Linked DNA regions of Columba livia: region 1 is linked to region 2. Evidence: chromatin contacts called from public Hi-C data. All regions are on one chromosome and are shown on one strand. The core of a region is the stretch at or near the end of the contact, and the rest is flanking DNA. Distances in the headings are between cores, read along the strand shown.

What was found. Hi-C and Micro-C count contacts between places; a contact is called where the count stands out from the background.
Region 1: a contact with region 2 is called in a Hi-C map of liver, with 5 times the contacts expected there. The contact joins the promoter of RNF19A here to the enhancer-like site in region 2. A contact is called at or near these places in 2 of 2 Hi-C or Micro-C datasets (crop and liver).

Annotation. Positions count from the first base shown.
Region 1 is chr2:140,142,031-140,146,206 of bColLiv1.pat.W.v2, reverse strand. RNF19A (ring finger protein 19A, RBR E3 ubiquitin protein ligase) reads left to right here and starts at 2,424. Exons shown (of 11, transcript XM_065054104.1): 1 at 2,424-2,630.
Region 2 is chr2:140,079,539-140,084,008 of bColLiv1.pat.W.v2, reverse strand. It overlaps RNF19A (ring finger protein 19A, RBR E3 ubiquitin protein ligase), which reads left to right. Exons shown (of 11, transcript XM_065054104.1): 11 at 1-1,441. Among named protein-coding and RNA genes, the nearest start is that of SPAG1, 44 kb to the right of the region's middle. Within about 2 kb of position 2,743, at least 1 of the 3 cell types and tissues checked has an H3K27ac peak away from gene starts, as active enhancers do.

The sequences.
Region 1 (4,176 bases), core at 1,175-3,674, 63 kb before region 2:
ATAATTTTTGGCCTTCCACATTTGATGGCATGTTGCGTGTGCTTATTTCTCCATAGAACATACCAGCTGCTTTGCTTTGATGGCAGTATTTTTTTTTAATTCTAAAATAATACTTTGTACTTTTCTGCCAGCAGCTGAGTGAAATATCCAGAATGTTTCAAATCTTAGATATTTTTCAGAAAGTGTTTTGGAAAGACAGGCTTGTTTGTTTTCAGAAATCTTGTATGCTTCACAAAATGCAGTGTGCGTGAGGTACTTCCTCTTTGTTAAAGGCTTTGGGCAGCCCCTACTTTTCCTTAATGCCTCTTTGTCATCCTGCTCTATAATAATAAGCAAGCAAGCAAGCAAACATATGTATCTTCCCTACATATCATACAAACCACTGTAAGTTTTTGTGTGCAGCTTGTGCAGAAAAGATTCCCTTCTGTATTTTATTAATTGACTATTTTGAGTGTTTCTGATGAAAGGCCCCTAGCTGGCTCCAGGCTCTCTGCTGCAGAGCTCTCAGGGGCACGCTTGGCTGGAGGTTTGCTTTGTCCCTCATCAGCTTCAAGGGGAAACTCTCTGACCACCACAGCGACTGCTCGATCTCCCAGCACAGACTCAAAACACCCGGGCTCTGTTCCCCTCTTGTTCTCCAGCATTAGCTGAGAGACTTCAGAATATTTGTACTGATTTGCTGAATCCCTCTGGACATTTAGAAAGCAATACATTATTGCCTTGCTCTGCATTTCTGGTTGCTGTTTTTTTCGTTTTATTGGTGCTTGCACATTTGAGTTGGTAAAATCGTTTGCTGTTCCTATTCCAGTCAACATTTGTTCACCTATCCTGTCATGATATTCTATATGCTCATCTGTTCCTGTCTTTGTTTTCTTTCTCTCATTCATTTCCACTCTTGCCTTTCCTTTTTCTCCCCTCATTTTATGAACTTTAGTTCTCCATATTTCTGTACCAAATCTCATATATAAGAAAGTGGCCAAAACTTTACCCTGCAAACAGTTAGATGTAACATTTTTCTACATATCTTATCCAGCTGAATAAAATGGCACCACTTACATGCCTGAAACGACATGTATGTGTTTGCAATTCTGGAGCCTAAGGAACTCACCTGGCTACTGGCTTTTACAAGGAAAGAAGGAACTTCTGTGGTTTGTACACAACATATCAAAATTCCAGTGTAATCTCATTGCTGTTACCCTCATTTCCTCATGTTTGTTGTAATTGCCTAATCTGTCATTTCAGATCAAGCATCTCACCATAGAATGACTTGTACTCACTCTTAATTCGATGTACTGGAAGTAGTCCTACTGGCTTAAATGGAACTATGCACATAAATAAAGGTAAATGCATGTGCGAGCCTTGAAGAGACCATACATTGCAAATCCTGCAGGAAAAGCATGGTACATTTAACTCATTTTACAATATTTGCACGCTAAATACAGGTTGGGTAATTAGTAACTTCTTCCAGAGTAATCTTTTAGGCTTCATATCAGCTTAACAGAAGCACACTAGTCATCTGTAAGCACAGGATAAACTCAGTTTCCAGAGAATTCAGAAATGATCCAGGACAGTATGAATTATTAACTAGAGAAAGAAAAACAAACAAAACCACACATACACACGATTTAAACCCGATGAAATATTAATGTCCACAAATAATTCTTAAGATATGCCAGAGGGATTCGGAGCTGGCCCAGAAGCAGAGGGCAGGAGCAGGCTGTGGGAGCGGGCAGCAGCTCAGGCAGGACTGCAGAGGGAATCCCATGAAGGTCGGCGGTACGCGCGGCCGGAGAGCCGGGGCAGCGGGGCCGGGTGCGCGGCACAGCCCGGCCGGGGCAGCCCGGGGTCTCGGTTGCCGAGCGCCCGCGCCCCAGGGCTGCAGCGGACCGCGGGGAGCAGGGTCGTGCCGCGGAAGAGAGGCTGGCGACTTCTGGGCAAATTCTGCCTGCGGTTCTTTTTCAAACGGCAAGAAGAGGGGCGGGAAGAGCGCCTGTGTTTTACAGCATGCAATCAGTGCTTTGCCGTTTGGGCGAGTGAATCAGCATTCAGCGACGTGACCCTACTGAAATGCCTCAACAGTTCATTACTCGCCCTGCACTTTTATATTTCAATGGGTGTGAAGTCCACGGAATGGTAATGATTGCTCTGTGCTGCTGTCGCGGCTCTCGGCAGCGCTGCGGAGTCTCCGCACACCGGCCCAGCCTGCTGACCGCCACCGGGGAGAGGACAGCGCTCTCGCCCTGCCGGCGCCGAGCTCCCCCGGGGCCGGACCGGGCCGCCCCGGCAGAGCCCCCGGGCACCAGCGCCCCGCGGCCGGGGCAGTGCCTGAGGGCAGCTCGAGCCCCGCCCCGCCCCGCCCCAACGGCCGCGGGCGAGGAGGCGGCACCGCCGTGCGCGTGAGCTCAGCGCGCCGCGGAAACCAACGGCCCGGGCGCCGCCCTCTCTCCCTCCCTCCGCGGGCAGAGCCGGGCTGGGCCCCGCGCCGCCGGGCTCGGCCCGCCCCGCCCCGCCCCGGCAGCGCCGCCCCCTCCGTTCCTCACACACACACACACACACACACACAGACGCTTCCTGCGTGGGGCCGGGCCCGGGCGGGCGGAACGGCGGCGCTTTCCCCCGTCGACTCGCAGGTATCGGGGCTGGGCCCGCGGCGGGGCAGGGGACGCGGAAGGGGCCGGCAGCGGCGGCAGCGGCAGCAGCGTCTCCGTCTCCCTCCTGGGGTCACGTCCGGCAGCCGCCGCCCTGAGCGTAGCGAAGGGTGGGGGGGCGGAGCGGTGCCTTCGAGCCGGAGCCGCCTCTGGGCGGGGGCCCGAGCCCGGGTGGGAGAGGGCCCGGGTGGGTTCCCGCTGCGGCCGGGGGAGCCGCGGCCCAGGGGTCTCCCGGGGCCCCGGGGGAAGTCGGCGGCGTCCGCCGGTGCTCCTCACATTGCTGGAGGGTGAAGTCATCGTGCCCATTGTCTCCCCTCGACTCCCCCCGGGCTGAGCGAGGGGCCCGTCCCGCCCCGAACCGTGGCGGAGGAGGGGGGCCCGGGCCGCCCCCCGTCCTGGGAGCTGGATGGCGGGGGAGCCGCCGGGTGGGTTTCGCTTGGCCTCGGCGGGTGGGGCTGTGCGGGGAGGTGCTGCCGCCCTCCACCCGCCCGGGTGGGCCGCGGCGCTGCGGGGGGCCCCTCGGCGGGCGCCTCACTCTGGCCGCCCAGGAGCGGCATAGGGCCGCCGGCCGGGCCCTGGAAACTCTTGCGCTTGAACTTACGGGGCACGGGAGAAGCAGCGCACGCAGCTCCCGGGCCTTCGGTGCAGTCCGGGGGGAAGGGATCCCGCGTCTGCCCATCGAGAGTTTCGCTTTTGCCTTTCTGTGCTCTGTTGCCCACCCTGGATCCGGTGCATCGTAGGAGCGAGAGTACTGGGGTGACCGAGGATATTACAGCTCGGTTGGAAGGGCGGTGAGGGAAACCAGCAGTGGTGATTGCCAGCATCCTTGCACAGGTCCTTCTGCAGAGCTGGGAGTTTTCCATCTGGCAGTGTACTATACACACTGCAACTATTGCAGGCGCGTCTTGCAAAGACGGAATAACGAATAACAATCTGAACGCCGGTGTGCATCTAAGAGAGCTAAAGAGGTGCTGGTTGGCAAATGGGAGGTGTCCCTCTACCTCTTCCTCTCCTCCTCCAGTGATCTCTGAAAGAAACGCGGCTTTGCTAAAAGGGTATTAGTGCAGTAGAGTTAGGGGTTATGCAAAAGGGACAGTAGTGGAATGCAGTTATTGCTGAGCAGAGAAACCAAAGTTTAAAGCCTTTATGCCCTTGTGGTCGCTTACTGGAAATGTGCTAGCATTTCCCTGTGAGGAGCACAACAAATCTTGTTTCTGTTAAAATACTGTCACTGGCATTGCTACTCATTAGTGCTTTATCTCAAATTGTCATCAAGGACAACATTATTTTTAAAAAGCAAGGGGCAGTTTGGGAAAGGAGTCTTGCAGGATTTAATTCTATAGGCAAAACTAATAATAAAATCATTTTTTAAATTCAAATTTTTTCTTCAAAGTTTTTTTGGTGGCCAAAAAACCCTAGTTCAGTATCTGAAGGAATGGTTTTTACTAAGTTCCTTGGAAAATAAGGTTTTCAGTTTAATATCTAGGTCAAACTCAAGTATAAATTCTGTTTTGCCCAGCTAATGTAA
Region 2 (4,470 bases), core at 1,494-3,993:
AAGCAAGGTTTTGATACAGCTGCATTTTATATGTTCTTGTCTGATAAGGCAAAATACTTCGTATGGATCTTAGACCTGCGTGAAGAGACATGAAGGCTTTAACCAAGTGCATTACAGCAGTACAAATACGTCCATGTTTTGTATTTTTGCCACAACTTTGCTTGAAAGCATACGCTTGGTGTATTTAGGTAAAAATTGGTAAATTCTTAATATGTTAAATGCTGAAATGAATAATACGTCCTGCACTGTTCACTTGGAAAATATGGGGTTTGGGATAAATGGGTGTTAGTTGAGCATTAGTGACTTAAAACCATTCTTGTGTGAACTCTAAGGGAAGCAAAAGTTTTGCGGAGACCTATACAAACATATTTCAACAGTGAATATTCATAATGATAATTTTGTTTCATAACTGGACACACTGTATTTAGAATGCATGTAGAATGGACTGCATATCTTCAGATGGATGTAGCCTGTGTCAGAAGCATTTGTGTGTACACTTTGAGCAAGGTTATGGCATTCTACTTAATTTTGAAACAGAAGAGATAGGTACTTAATGTGTGGTAGAATGGAGATGTCACCTGTGAAGAACAGTGGGGTTACTTATTTATTCATGCAACCAACCATGCAGCAGATAAGGCTACTATATAGAGTATAAGAACTGTAAAATAATCCGGTCATTTATAAGCATTGTAGAAAAGCAGATGCAGTCACCTTTCATTAGGGGGAAAAACGATGCCCCATCAATTCTTGGTGCCTTTGGAAAAGACTGGGTTTGAAGTGCCTGGTCGCTTGAGGATTTTACTGTAATGTTTTCCAGAATGTCCTCTTTGGCCACCTTGGATCACAAAAGAAAGTTCTAGTGAATAAAATGACTGTGGTAGATAATTGTATAAAAATAATGAAGTATTTGCCTACCAAAGACTCACTCAGGCTTTAGTGGACATGACATCTCTTTGCAAGACATGCATATCTTCGGTCCCAGAATCAAAGTGCAGTGCAACGACTGCCCAAGTGCAAAGATGGGTTCCAAATATGCTGGCTTTTTCTTTTGCATATGGAAGATGTACAGCTGAACACACGCTGAAGTTGGCCAAAGCGCCTGCACTGTTTAACATTTTTTTGCTATGTAATTCACTAAAACTAAAAAATAATTAAAAAAAAGAATTGTGAATATCAGAATAACAGTTAACAATGTTCTGTCTTGTGTTTCATGTGTTGCCATTATGGTGCTACTGGAAGTTTGATGGGATAAAAAGAAAATGCCATGAGCTGCAGTCCTCTTCCATGACTTATCCTCACAAGTTTTGGTAATATGCTTATAACACTAGTGCCAGTTACGTTATTTGATAATGCTTGTTACAGTATTTGTATATTTGCAATTCAGTTTTGCTCAATAATATGCGTGTAAACTGCATATCTGAAATAAATGTCTACATACTGACTTCTAGTGGTCCTTCATTGAGTGTGCTGGTTGGCCTTGTAAAAGCGTGTACGTTCCCAGAAGGAGCTGCTTGTCTGTAAGGTGCCAACTGCTGTCGTCTCTTGTTGCCTTTCAACATTTTCATTTTGTTAGGCGTGCTTTGGAAGTTGAATGTTTAGCACTTTGAAATATGAGATCTGAAGTTAGTTACGTGTTTGTACAAGATTTCAACCTGATTTCTTTTTGTTGTACAGAACAGCGATCTGAGCTGGCTCTACGGCAGGCAGCACAGTGAACGGTTCTCTGAGAGGACGCGGCTCTGGCATAAGCTTATTACTCTAAACAAAGCTGCACCATCTTGGTACAAGTGGACAGGCTACGGTCAGATTGTGGACCTAACCTTAGGCTCTTTCTCTGTCTAAGTGATGCTTTTCCCAGTTCACACAGTCTGTAAGAATTTCATTGTGAAACTCTGCAGATTGGCTGGAGTTTCTGGTAACAACTGGTGGATTTTTGCTTGGCTGAAGTGCCTGTTCATTAGGCTAATTTGGGATGCATTACAGGAGATATATCTTGATCTGCCTCATCCCTGACCCATATGTAAGCTATACTTCTATCAGAGTGCATACCAAGAGGCTAACTGTTACACTGGGTCAATTCTCTACAATTAGAGCATTTTTGTATACCGTTTCCAATGGCAGATGCTCAAAGCGAGGATACGAAATAGCATGAGTGAATCTTAGTGTACCCTAGGAATGGTAGCAAGGCATACAGGCAATTTTTGCCATGTCATCAGGCACTCTCAGTTGGAAGTGAATGCAGATTTTATATTTTGTAGAGAGGTTGGTGGTAACAGTTTTTTTGTGCTTTGCTCCCTATTGATTTTTCTTTCCCCCCCCAGTCTGAGCACATTTAAAAAATGTACCGTTACTGAAGAGTATGCGGATTGAATGAGGGTCACCATTAACTAAATGAAGCACTTGCTGTTCCATCATCTTGCTGCACCAGTTTGTGAATTCTGATGTGATTTTTAGGCCTGTGTAGAAATGTACCTGTTAGAGCCACGAGCTGAAGCAATAACCGACTCCTTATGCAGAGGCTGGAGAAAGGAGCAGAGCGTGAGGCGGTCGCGCTGCCGTCCCATCATCTGCTGAACAGGCTTCAGGGCCTCAATCTCCAAACCTCCGAGGGAGCTAAACTGTGCAGCGTCACACAAACACCTTCAAGTAGTCACAGCGAGGCAGAAGCTGTTTGTTCCATGCCCTGCAGCAGACGGGGAACCTCCCCTTCGGCTTTTATCTTCAGTTTAGTTTTGAATCTGATGTCTCAAGCTTGAAAACGTGTGATTCGGCTTTATCCAGTACCTCTATGAAATGGCTAAAGCACATCAGTTTGGGGCAATTAATGCTCGCAGCAGGGAGGTGGAAAACCAACTTCTGAGAGTTTAAGCCTAACTCTGAATTTCTCAGGGCCTCATTTTGGCTGTGCAGGAAATGGGAAATACGGTTTATATGGTAAGTAAACTTTATCAAAGGACAGTGTTATCTTCTGTCACTCTAAAACCATATTCGATTATTTTATATGACACATTAAGAAGGAACATGCTGAAATATAGGTAAGTTTTTCTATTTACTTTTGCATAAGTTCTTAGCAGAAAACTTTTGCTGATTCATTTTGTAACTTTTTATATTCAGAGGCATATTTCATATGTGAGGCAGTCTAAACAGCTCTACTAAGTTGGATGCAGCACTGAATTTTTTGAGTCTATTAAAAAGTAGAAGGTACAACACTTCCATTAATACAGTAAGACAGAAGATACTTCTCTTGTTTCTAGATCTACCAGTGTAAGAATTCAATAAAGCAAGTAAACCACAGGAAAGATCAAGTTTACATCTGCTCTCCCAACATAGTGGTTCTTTGGACATTTTCTTCATGTTTCCTGGCCAATTCAACCAATTTATGCCAGATTGTGAATCTCAAGAGGAAATGATTTTTAACATCTGCTAGATCAGAGAATACTTGAGATAGTTACAACTTCAAATAGATTAAAAACAGTCAGGAAAGCCTTTCCTCCTAATGTTTGCATATGCTTTTTATTTCTGTAGTAAAGCATCTGGACTTGTACATCCCTTCTTTCCTCGGATCAATATCTCAAACTTCCGCATGTATAAACTGATGACTTTTTACTGATATGTAAACATTTTTTTACTGACTTATGTCTCTTCCAGTTGTTTTGATATGTAAATCCAATTTGTTTAAATAGCTGCCTATTTAGTGATGCCATCACCCTCATGGGCAGTAATGCTGGAGTTAATTAACTTAAAAATCATTTCCTAATACAAGTTCTCTTGGGTTAGGTGTTTAGGAGAGAGATTTTAGTTGCCTTACTGAAAAAAGAAACCTCAAACCCAAAAGCAGCTCATATGCTATGAAATAGTCTAGTTAAAATGTATTCAATTATATTTAAGCCAAAGTCATACCAGGAAGGTGTGGGGAAGGGGTGCTGAGCAGAAAGTAAGGTAAAATATCCTGGGAAAGAAAGTTTGGATTTCTGGTCCCTGTCGCACAGCCACACGCTGGTGGTACCTCAGTGGCGTCTGAAGCTGGAAACTGCCTGTGCCTCGTCCTGTGGACTGCGCGATGCCCCCAGCCTGTGTCCTTGGTGCCACGGGCAGCGTGCTGCGGGAGGGGGAAGGTGCCTGGGAGCACTGCGGGCTAAGAGCTTCCCCCTACCCGCCTCGGGGCTCATGCCTACAACACAATCAAATGGCTACACTGGCCTCTCCTGAGATGTCTTAGTTTTGGATCAGGGAGCAGAGGGAACAGGGATGCACCTGGCACAGAATCCGGCCTCCTCGTAGCAGCTGGAAGCTCAGCCACACAGACAAGCTTCCTGTCGCACCTCACCCATGCCAGGCTGGTAACTGGGGATCTTTGAGATGCGATGGCCTCTGCCCCTGCCTGTGCACCGGGTACTGCCAGAAATCATTCTGGGGGGCAAGGCCAGCAAGCTGACAAGATGCATCTTCTTTCACTGGGTCCAGGTGAGC